Regions from separate parts of the Macaca mulatta genome. Here region 1 is linked to region 2. A link is a contact called in public Hi-C data. All regions are on one chromosome and are shown on one strand. Each heading gives the region's core, a stretch centred on a gene start, on an enhancer-like site or on the middle of the called end of the contact. The rest is flanking DNA. Distances are from core to core; before and after follow the strand shown. Region 1 holds the start of FRS3 (fibroblast growth factor receptor substrate 3). Region 2 holds the start of TAF8 (TATA-box binding protein associated factor 8).

Region 1 (3,960 bases), core at 28-2,527, 280 kb after region 2:
GCTCAGGAGCTGGACATCCCCAACCCCCGCTGCCCTGAAGGGCAGAGCCCGAGAGGACTTAGGGCTTGGGGAGGTGGAGGGATGGGAAGATTTCTGGGGACAGTGGGAGGGAGAAGGAAGGGGAGTGCCCGGTCCCGCCGAGTGCCCTCTCGGTAGATCCCCAAAGCTTTTCTAGAACTTGGCGGGCCCGCCTCCGGGGCTGGGACGCGGAGTTTCCCGAGTCCGCTGGGCTTCCGGGTCTGGCTGCTGGGATTTTAGGGGAGTGGACCAGGACTTGGCTGGGGTCTCACCATCGCTGTGCGTCGCTGTCCGGGCAGTTCTGGACCGACTCTGCCGTCAGGCCCCTCACCCAGACCCCACCCGAAGGCGTCAGCGCCCGCCCCCGTCCGCCCCCGCCGGCCCCCGCCCTCACTAACAGCGCGGCCCTTCCTCTCCCACGCCCCAGGGGTCCCCGCTCGCCCCTCCCCTGCTGGTGGAGAGGGGCGGCTCAGGGAGGGGCCTGGAGCTGCAGATTGGGGGCGGGGGGGAAAGCAAAACAAAACCACATTTGTGGGATCTCAGGGTGGAAATGTGCGGGCTCCACGGCCTCTGCCATGCAGGTGCAGGGGCTCAGGCTGGGACTGCGCCCGGCGGGCATCCAGTAGACGCCGGGAGCCGCGTTTACGCTGGGTTCTCAACCACTCGCTGAATGGAAACGACTCGCCGGGCGCGCAGCCCTGTCCCTCTGCAGTTCCCAGGTCTCCCCAAACTCTCCCTCTGGTCTCCCAGCCCCGCCCCTCCGCGTGTTTCCCTTCAGTTCTCTCCCCCTTGTCTCCAGTGGTCCCCCTGGCCCCTTCCCCTCCCCTCAGCCCTCTTCCGGGTTACATCGTCTTGCCTGTCTCCCTTCAGGTCCCTTCAGACCCTCTCCCCTTCCCTTCGTTTCTCGCCCAACCCTCCATCCCCTTTTCGCTCGCTGCAGCACCCCCAACTTTGGTGTCCTCAGCCCCGCCTCTGCGCCCCGCCTCCGCCGCAGGCTCCGCCCTTCCCCCCCGCCGGGCTTTCTCAGCCCCTGGCCAGGAGCGCCCTCTAGCGTCTGCGCATGCTCACTGCTCCCGACTGCAAAGTCCTCCAAAGGGACCTTCTAGGCTGCGTGCCGGTCGCCCCCGCTCGGGTCCGCCCGCCCGCAGCGTCTCGTTGGTGCTGCCGGTGACCTCCGACCCCGCGGCCGCGGGGCGGGGCGGGGCGGGGAGGCCTTAGCTCTGGGCGGGCGGCGGCTGCTGCAGCGGGACCCGGGAGCGGGGCCCGGCGCCGCCCGGGCCGCGGGGCGATGTGAGTCGGGGCGCGGCGGGGCGGGGACGAGGCGGCTTCACCGAGGCCGCGTCGCGCCGCGCCGCAGTCTCCACTCCCTCCCTAGGAAGCCCCGGGCAGGCGGGCGGCGGAGCACCGGGGCTGGGGGCGGGGATCCGGGGAGAGCGCGCACCCAGACCTCTTCATTCCTTACGGGCGTCTAGAAATTCCCCTGACAGTCCTGCAGACTCTGGCTCCCCTAACCCACCTCTACCCTTTCCGCCCTGGACACACCATCGCATCTCCTGGAGCCCTCAGAACCCCCTCACTCGCTCAGCAAATCTGCTATGCGCACGGACCCAACATTTCTCTTGGATGCCCCCAAATGCTTCCACTGCCCGGAAATTCCTAGGATCCCTCATATCCGTATTCTCCTTGCACTATCCAAAATGCCCACATCCAAAATTCTTGCTCATGTTTCCCCAAACGTCCTCATACGTTTTCAGCCCCCACACCCCATCTAACTCCTGCCCCTGATCATACCTATCCAAGACCAGAGGCCTCTCGCCATTTCCACTCAATGCAGTCCTTCCTCAGTGAGCTATGTGGTCCATCCTGATATCTTAAGGAGAAGAGATGGTGATAGGGAAGTGCAACCCCTCCCCCATCTTGCACCCTAGAGTTCTTGGTGCCCCCACCCTCCCCCCACCCCGTCTGTGGCTCAAGCCCCAGTATTTTCCCAGCAACCTGTCTTTAGTCCTTGCACACCTCCCTGAGCCTGCTTCTTCCTTCCAGAAAATAAGCCAGACCAAGGGGATGGGGTCCTTTTACCTGGAAGTTGTCCAAGGTTGCAGGGTGCAAGGGGCCCTGGGAAGTATTGTTTCTCCAGAGCAGGAATGTGGAATGTCCAGGGGTCTGCAGGGTCCTGGCTTGTTGACGTGTTTACCTTGGGCTCAGAGGCCCTGAAATTTTGGCTTACTGTTAACATTTATGTTGAAATTAGACCTTTCAGAGCTTGGGGAGCAGAAAATCTATCAAGCTTCCAAATGCGAAATTGAAGCAGCCTGTCTTGGAAGAGGAACATGTCAATTTTAGTGATGTTTGTCTTACATTTTTGCCTTACAAGTTATTTAAGCTAGAAGCTCCCCAGTTTATAGATGGTTTCCCCAAAAACTAAGACCTTAGGTGGGAGTTGGGGGGTTGACTTAAGTCTCCCAGATACTTAGTAGCAACAAAACTGACCGGAATATTGGTTTCCTGAATCTTAAACCAGTGCTCTCTCTACTATATCACAGTGTCCTTTTGAGAAAGCTCTTTGTAGAGTTAAAGTTCTCTGCAAAGGTAAGGTGATGGTTTTGATGTTTGTTGTAACAGGACTCAGAGGGAGACACCTAAAGTGACTTAAAAGGCCTTGGCCAGGCGTGGTGGCTCACACCTGTAATCCCAGCACTTTGGGAGGCTGTGGCGGGTGGATCACAAGGTCAGGAGATCAAGACCATCCTGGCTAAGATGGGGAAACCCTGTCTCTACTAAAAAAAAAAACAAAAAAATTAGCCGGGCGTGGTGGCGGACGCCTGTAGTCCCAGCTACTGGGGAGGCTGAGGCAGGAGAATGGCGTGAACCCAGGAGGCAGAGCTTGCAGTGAGCTGCGATCGCGCCACTGCACTCCAGCCTGGGTGACAGAGTGAGACTCCGTCTCAAAAAAAAAAAAAAAGAAAGGCTTTGGGTTGTCTTAGACTTCAAACTCATTGATGCTCTGGGAGTCTGTCCCTCTCAGGGCCCATGGGGCTTGGAATTTGTGCTCTCTTTGCCCTTGATTTTACTTTCTTCATTGGTGTTTTTGTCCCATTAGGGCTGAAACACATATCCAGGTGGGATGGACTGCCAGGTCAGTTTAATTAACAGTTGGGGGTGAAGATAGAAGGTTTTATTAATCAGTGTCTCTGTTTCCTATGCTAGGTGAGCCCCAGGTGTATCCCAGAGGGATCCAGGTGACTTCTCTGCAGACTGTTTGCCATGACAGCCCAGCAAGGACAGGGGGAATAAAGTGGGAACCCTTCCCCATGCCCTTCCCAATGGCCTGGGTGAGGTAAGAGCTGTGTATAGGAGTCAGTTTTATGGCGTTTCCCAAGTTGGGAGGAACAGAGGATACAGGTCACCTGGTTATTCAAAGCTTTACCATTCAGCAGGAGTTCTAGAAGGATAGCCAATCCTACAGACTCATTTCTTGTGACAAGTTGCAACCCCTTAAAACTTCTGCTTGGTATTGGTCCATGCGTTTCTTGTTCCCTTAGGTCATTCAGGCCTGGGTGGTGTCCTCTTCATTCTAGGCACAGCCCTGACTGTTGTGACATATCATCCAAGTACCAGAATCCTGGAGGGAAGAGCCAAATAGTAACGCCTCTGGTCTCCCCTTCAGACAAAGGGAAGCAAACCCAGCATTTTGTGTGTGTGAAGAAATATCCAATTCAGGTTATTAAAATTGTGCACAGTTTTAAATGTTCAGTCTTCCGAATGTATCTTTTTGATCACAATGTAACAACTCATTTGAAGAGGATATCAAAAAGATAAATTTGCGCTGGATGTTGGGATGGTAGTAAGGGAGAAGAGAGAACTTGGATGAAGTGGAATGGATGAGCTAAAAAGGGAGGAAAAAAGAGACAGGTACAGGCCAAAGTGTCTGATACCCCCCAA
Region 2 (4,239 bases), core at 339-2,838:
TTTGCAACTCCATGAGGTACAAACTGTTATCTCATTTCACAAATGAGGAAATTGAGGTTCAGGAGATTCAGTGGCTTGCCCAAGCTATTAAGTGACAGAGTGATGATGTACACCCAAGTCTATCTGATTCTAAAGCCCGTAAGTCACTTCATTATGCTCTTTTCTGTTTTTGTTGTTGGGGACGGAGCCTCACAGGCTGGAGTGCAGTGGTAAGATCTCAGTTTACTGTAACCTCTGCCTCCCAGATTCAAGCAATTCTCCTGCCTCAGCCTCCCGAGTAGCTGGGATTACAGGCACCAGCCACCACGCCCAGCTAATTTTTTTTTGTATTTTTTAGTAGAGACGGGGTTTCGTCTTGAACTCCTGACTTCAGGTGATTCACCCACCTTGGCCTCCCAAAGTACTGGGATTACAGGCGTGAGCCACCGCGCTCAGCCCATTATGCTCTTTTCTCAACTTTTTACATTAAAAAAAATTTTTTTTCTCCCCTCTTAAGAAAAAAGTTTATCTTTTTCTTAAATCCTCTCAAACACTATCACAAAGCAGGGCACTGAACTGATGTTGGGGTTGACTCCAAGGACTAGTGTTTCTGTGTACTCACAGCTCTGCAGCATCTCTGTCAGCGTTTCCACGGATGCTTTCTCAGCACTCTCAAACCCTGCCTCTGTCAGCAAGGAGCTCACAACCACCTGCAGGGTTCTCCTCCGGGCCAGATGATAGTTATCGGCAGGGTTAGTGGACTGTTTACTTCCCGATCTCTGTGAAGCAGCAGCCCAGAAAGATTTTCATCCACAGGAGAAGGATGCAATCACATAGTTCATACGTGGTCAATGGCAAACAAAGTTCTTTTACTACTTTTATTTTAAAAATCAGTGCTTAATGTTTAGATTTACAGATCTTGGCCAACTGAGTAAAAATTGAGCACCCAAGGTGCTTTAAATACAGAGACTACTTTTCCGCCCACCTAAAAAGTACGGTCCCAATGAGATAAAATAGCAGGTCTTTTACTTTCTACTTTAGCAGATTATTAGAATACACAGCTGAAGAAACACGCATGATGGGATTAAGACCTGTCCCCCAGAAAAAATAGGATCCCTCTCTTGTGCCCCCCATCTTCACACCATTTCATTGAAAGGGAAAATGAAAACAGTAACAAGAGGTGACGGCGAGGAGGACAAAAGAAAACAGCACGAAAAAGTAAGAAAGCTAAATGTTTTGAAACGGGAATGCCTTTCAACTTTGGCCGGCCAATAAGAAGGCGAAAATGGCATGTTCGGACCAATCAGGGGGTGTTCCGGGTTCCCAACCCCCAACAGCAAAGGAGCCAATCAAGACACAGGTCCGCCAACTCCGGCGGCCGCAGCCAAGTCCCAGGGAGGGGGCGCGTACGGCCTGAAAAGACCCTCCGCCAGTCGGAGCTCATGATGGGGCTGGATTTATGGGGCCTAGCTTGTTGCTCAGTCTAGGGGAATGTTGCAGGATACCCAAACTCTCTCGGCTCCGGGTCCGCGCTTCTTGCCCTTACCGTTCCAGAGCCGCCGGCCCCAGCTGTGGCCGCCGCGTCGGCCATCTTGCTCTGGCGTAGTGTGCGCGAGCGCGGGGCGCGATGGGACTTGTAGTCGCGGGGCGGGACGGGGCGGGGCGGCGTGCGCCCCTTGGTTTTCCGAAGCCCAGTCGGTTGGGGGACGCCTGCGGTGACCCCGGCTCACGTGACTTTTTTTTTTTTTTTTTTTTTTTTTTTTTTTTTTTTAAGATAACAGAGTCTTCTCTGTCTCCCAGGCTAGAGTGCAATGGCGCGATCGCCACCTCCCGGGCTCAAGCGATCCTGCCGCCTCAGCCTCCGGAGTAGCTGGGATTACAGGCGGGCACCACCACGCCCCGCTAGTTTTTGTATTTTTAGTAGAGACCGAATTTCGCCATGTTGGCCAGGCTGGTCTCGAACTCCTGGGCTCAAGCAATCCGCGGCCTCGGCCTCCCAACGTGCTGGGATTACAGGCTTGAGCTACCGCACCCGCCTCACGTGACCTTTTGAAAGTGAAGTGTTCTGGGGCCTTCAGTGGCTTGGTTGTGGACCGGGAAAACGCGCTGGGTTTCACTGAGTTAAAAGAAACCTATTTTAATATGAAAATCGGTTCTTGTAAAGAGCACACTCCTGGAAGGACCCAGGAGGTCAACTACACTTGCAGGGTTTTCCAAACTTGTCTGATTATTAGCAACACCTGGCTGGGTCCAGCCCAATCCCAGTGACTTCACTCTGTGGAAGAGGGACTTGGGAATCTTTCTCATTAAGGAGCTCCCCAGATGATTCTCCTGAGCAGGTAATGTTGGGAAACACTGGAGCATCCAGCTTCGTGATTTTGTGCTGAGGGCCGCCCAGCCTGTCAATGGCCCACTTGGAGTAGAGCCTGGACTACCTACTCCAAGTCTGTCGCTGCATCCTGCTGCCTTCGCGCCCTCAACCCGCAAGTATTTGCGAGGCAAGTCTGGGTGGGGCGGGAGACTTGTCCCTTGCCGCCTCACTCCCAGGGCGTGGGGTGCCCGCGGCTGCCAGTTGTTTTCTACCTGGCCTGTCAGCCCCTCTGGCTGCACCGTAATCGTCCCCATTTGCAGTTGCCTGGCAGGACGCAGACTCTGGGTTTGAATCCTAACACTAGCCAGCTGTGGTACTTCGGGCACTTGACCTAATCCTCAGTGTGTCTCAGTTTCCTCTTCTGTAAAACTGGGGGTAAGATGGGATGATACACAGAAAGGGTCTGTCATAGTGCCTGACGTGTAGTAAGAGTCAAGAAATTGGCCGGGCGCGGTGGCTCACGCTTGTAATCCCAGCACTTTGGGAAGCCGAGGCGGGTGGATCACCTGAGGTCAGGAGTTCGAGACCAGCCTGACCAACATGGTGAAACCCTGTCTCTACTAAAAGTACAAAAAATTAGCCGGGCGTGCTGGCAGGCGCCTGTAGTCCCAGCTACTCCGGAGGCTGAGGCAGGAGAATCGCTTGAATCCGGGAGGCGGAGGCTGCAGTGAGCCGAGATCGCGCCACTGCACTCCAGCTTGGGCGACAGAGGGAGACTCCGTCTCAAGAAAAAGAAAAAGAAATCGCTCCTCATGATTTTGTTTACTTCCTGGATAGCACGTGGAGGAGTTGCGAACGCCAGGAGGCAGCGGTCTGGGAACCCGTGCCGCCCCGGCCGGTCGCCCACACTGAGCCTCTGTGGCGCCCCGCCCCCTCACCTATGCCGTGTGGGGCGGGGGCTGCGGGCGGGGGTTTGCGGCGCCGGATGAGCCTCCTGGTCTCGCCGAGGATGTGCAGGGGGTGGAGGGGTCGGGCCGGGGACTGAAACTTGGCTGAGCAGAGCACCAGCCCCTTTGTCTCCTCCGCCCCCTCTTCCCCACTTCCTGCCCAGCTCGGGATCGGCGGCGCGGCGCGGACTTTGTAAACACTTCGCCCCTGCAGGGGTGGAGACTGGCTCTGTTCGGACGCCGGGGAGAGAGGTGCAATCCCCTCCTCGTGGCTGGTGGTTGCGACCACCCCAACTCCCCAAAGGCAGGCACCAGAGGCGGCGGGAGAGAGCGCCGACGACCCCAGTTGGTGCTCCGGGGAGCTCACCTGCCGAGGAGGTAGGCTTGGGGGCTGGAGAAACCGGGGTAGATGGGATGTCAGCTCAGGCATGTCAGACCATGCGTTGGGGATCGGCGCTGGGTGGGTCAACGGGGTCGCTGCATCATCACTTCCCAGTTGGCACCCAAAGCTTGGCTAACTTTCCCACTGAGGGAGATGTTCTGCACGGAGTTGAAGGGCAGAGAAACCCCCAAAGGCCCTGAGCCGTCTGTATGTACACACATCGGCACAACCCCCTCCAGCTGATCTGGAAGCCCCGTGGCTTTACCGAGCTGTTGCTCTTCTCGTGCCTCAAAGATGGGGTGGAAGGCCTCTAGGAGGGCAGACCAGTGTGGATGGGGAGTCTGTGGGTGCTCTGACCAGTGCACCGGGGTGAAACTGGAGGGAGGAACCCCTCAGTGGTGTCTGATTGGTACATAGGTGATGATCTTAGCCTCCTCTGTGTCTCTTGAAGTGTCAACAAGAGGAATAACTGAATACATTGGTTGCTGTTATTAAGGGAGCATTAAGTTATTCATTTGCATTGGTTGAACACCCACTATGTGCCTGGCATTATATGGAATGTTGAGGGTGCAATGATGTTATTTATCCACAGCTAATATGGATCACAGAACAGACATAGA

Evidence for each region. A called contact is a pair of places that touch in the nucleus more often than the background predicts.
Region 1: a Hi-C map of fetal cortex germinal zone shows a contact between it and region 2, with 5 times the contacts expected there. The contact joins the promoter of FRS3 here to the promoter of TAF8 in region 2. A contact is called at or near these places in 7 of 14 Hi-C or Micro-C datasets (CD4 T cells, blood, cortical neurons and 3 more).

What each region holds. Positions count from the first base shown.
Region 1 is chr4:140,394,474-140,398,433 of T2T-MMU8v2.0, forward strand. It overlaps FRS3 (fibroblast growth factor receptor substrate 3), which reads left to right and starts at 1,278. Exons shown (of 7, transcript NM_001266191.1): 1 at 1,278-1,308; 2 at 3,226-3,355. PRICKLE4 (prickle planar cell polarity protein 4) reads right to left here and starts at 1,005. Exons shown (of 7, transcript XM_077999984.1): 1 at 291-1,005.
Region 2 is chr4:140,109,914-140,114,152 of T2T-MMU8v2.0, forward strand. TAF8 (TATA-box binding protein associated factor 8) reads right to left here and starts at 1,589. Exons shown (of 9, transcript XM_015136339.3): 1 at 1,526-1,589; 2 at 602-758. The coding sequence starts at 1,570. It also overlaps a transcript of CCND3 not described here.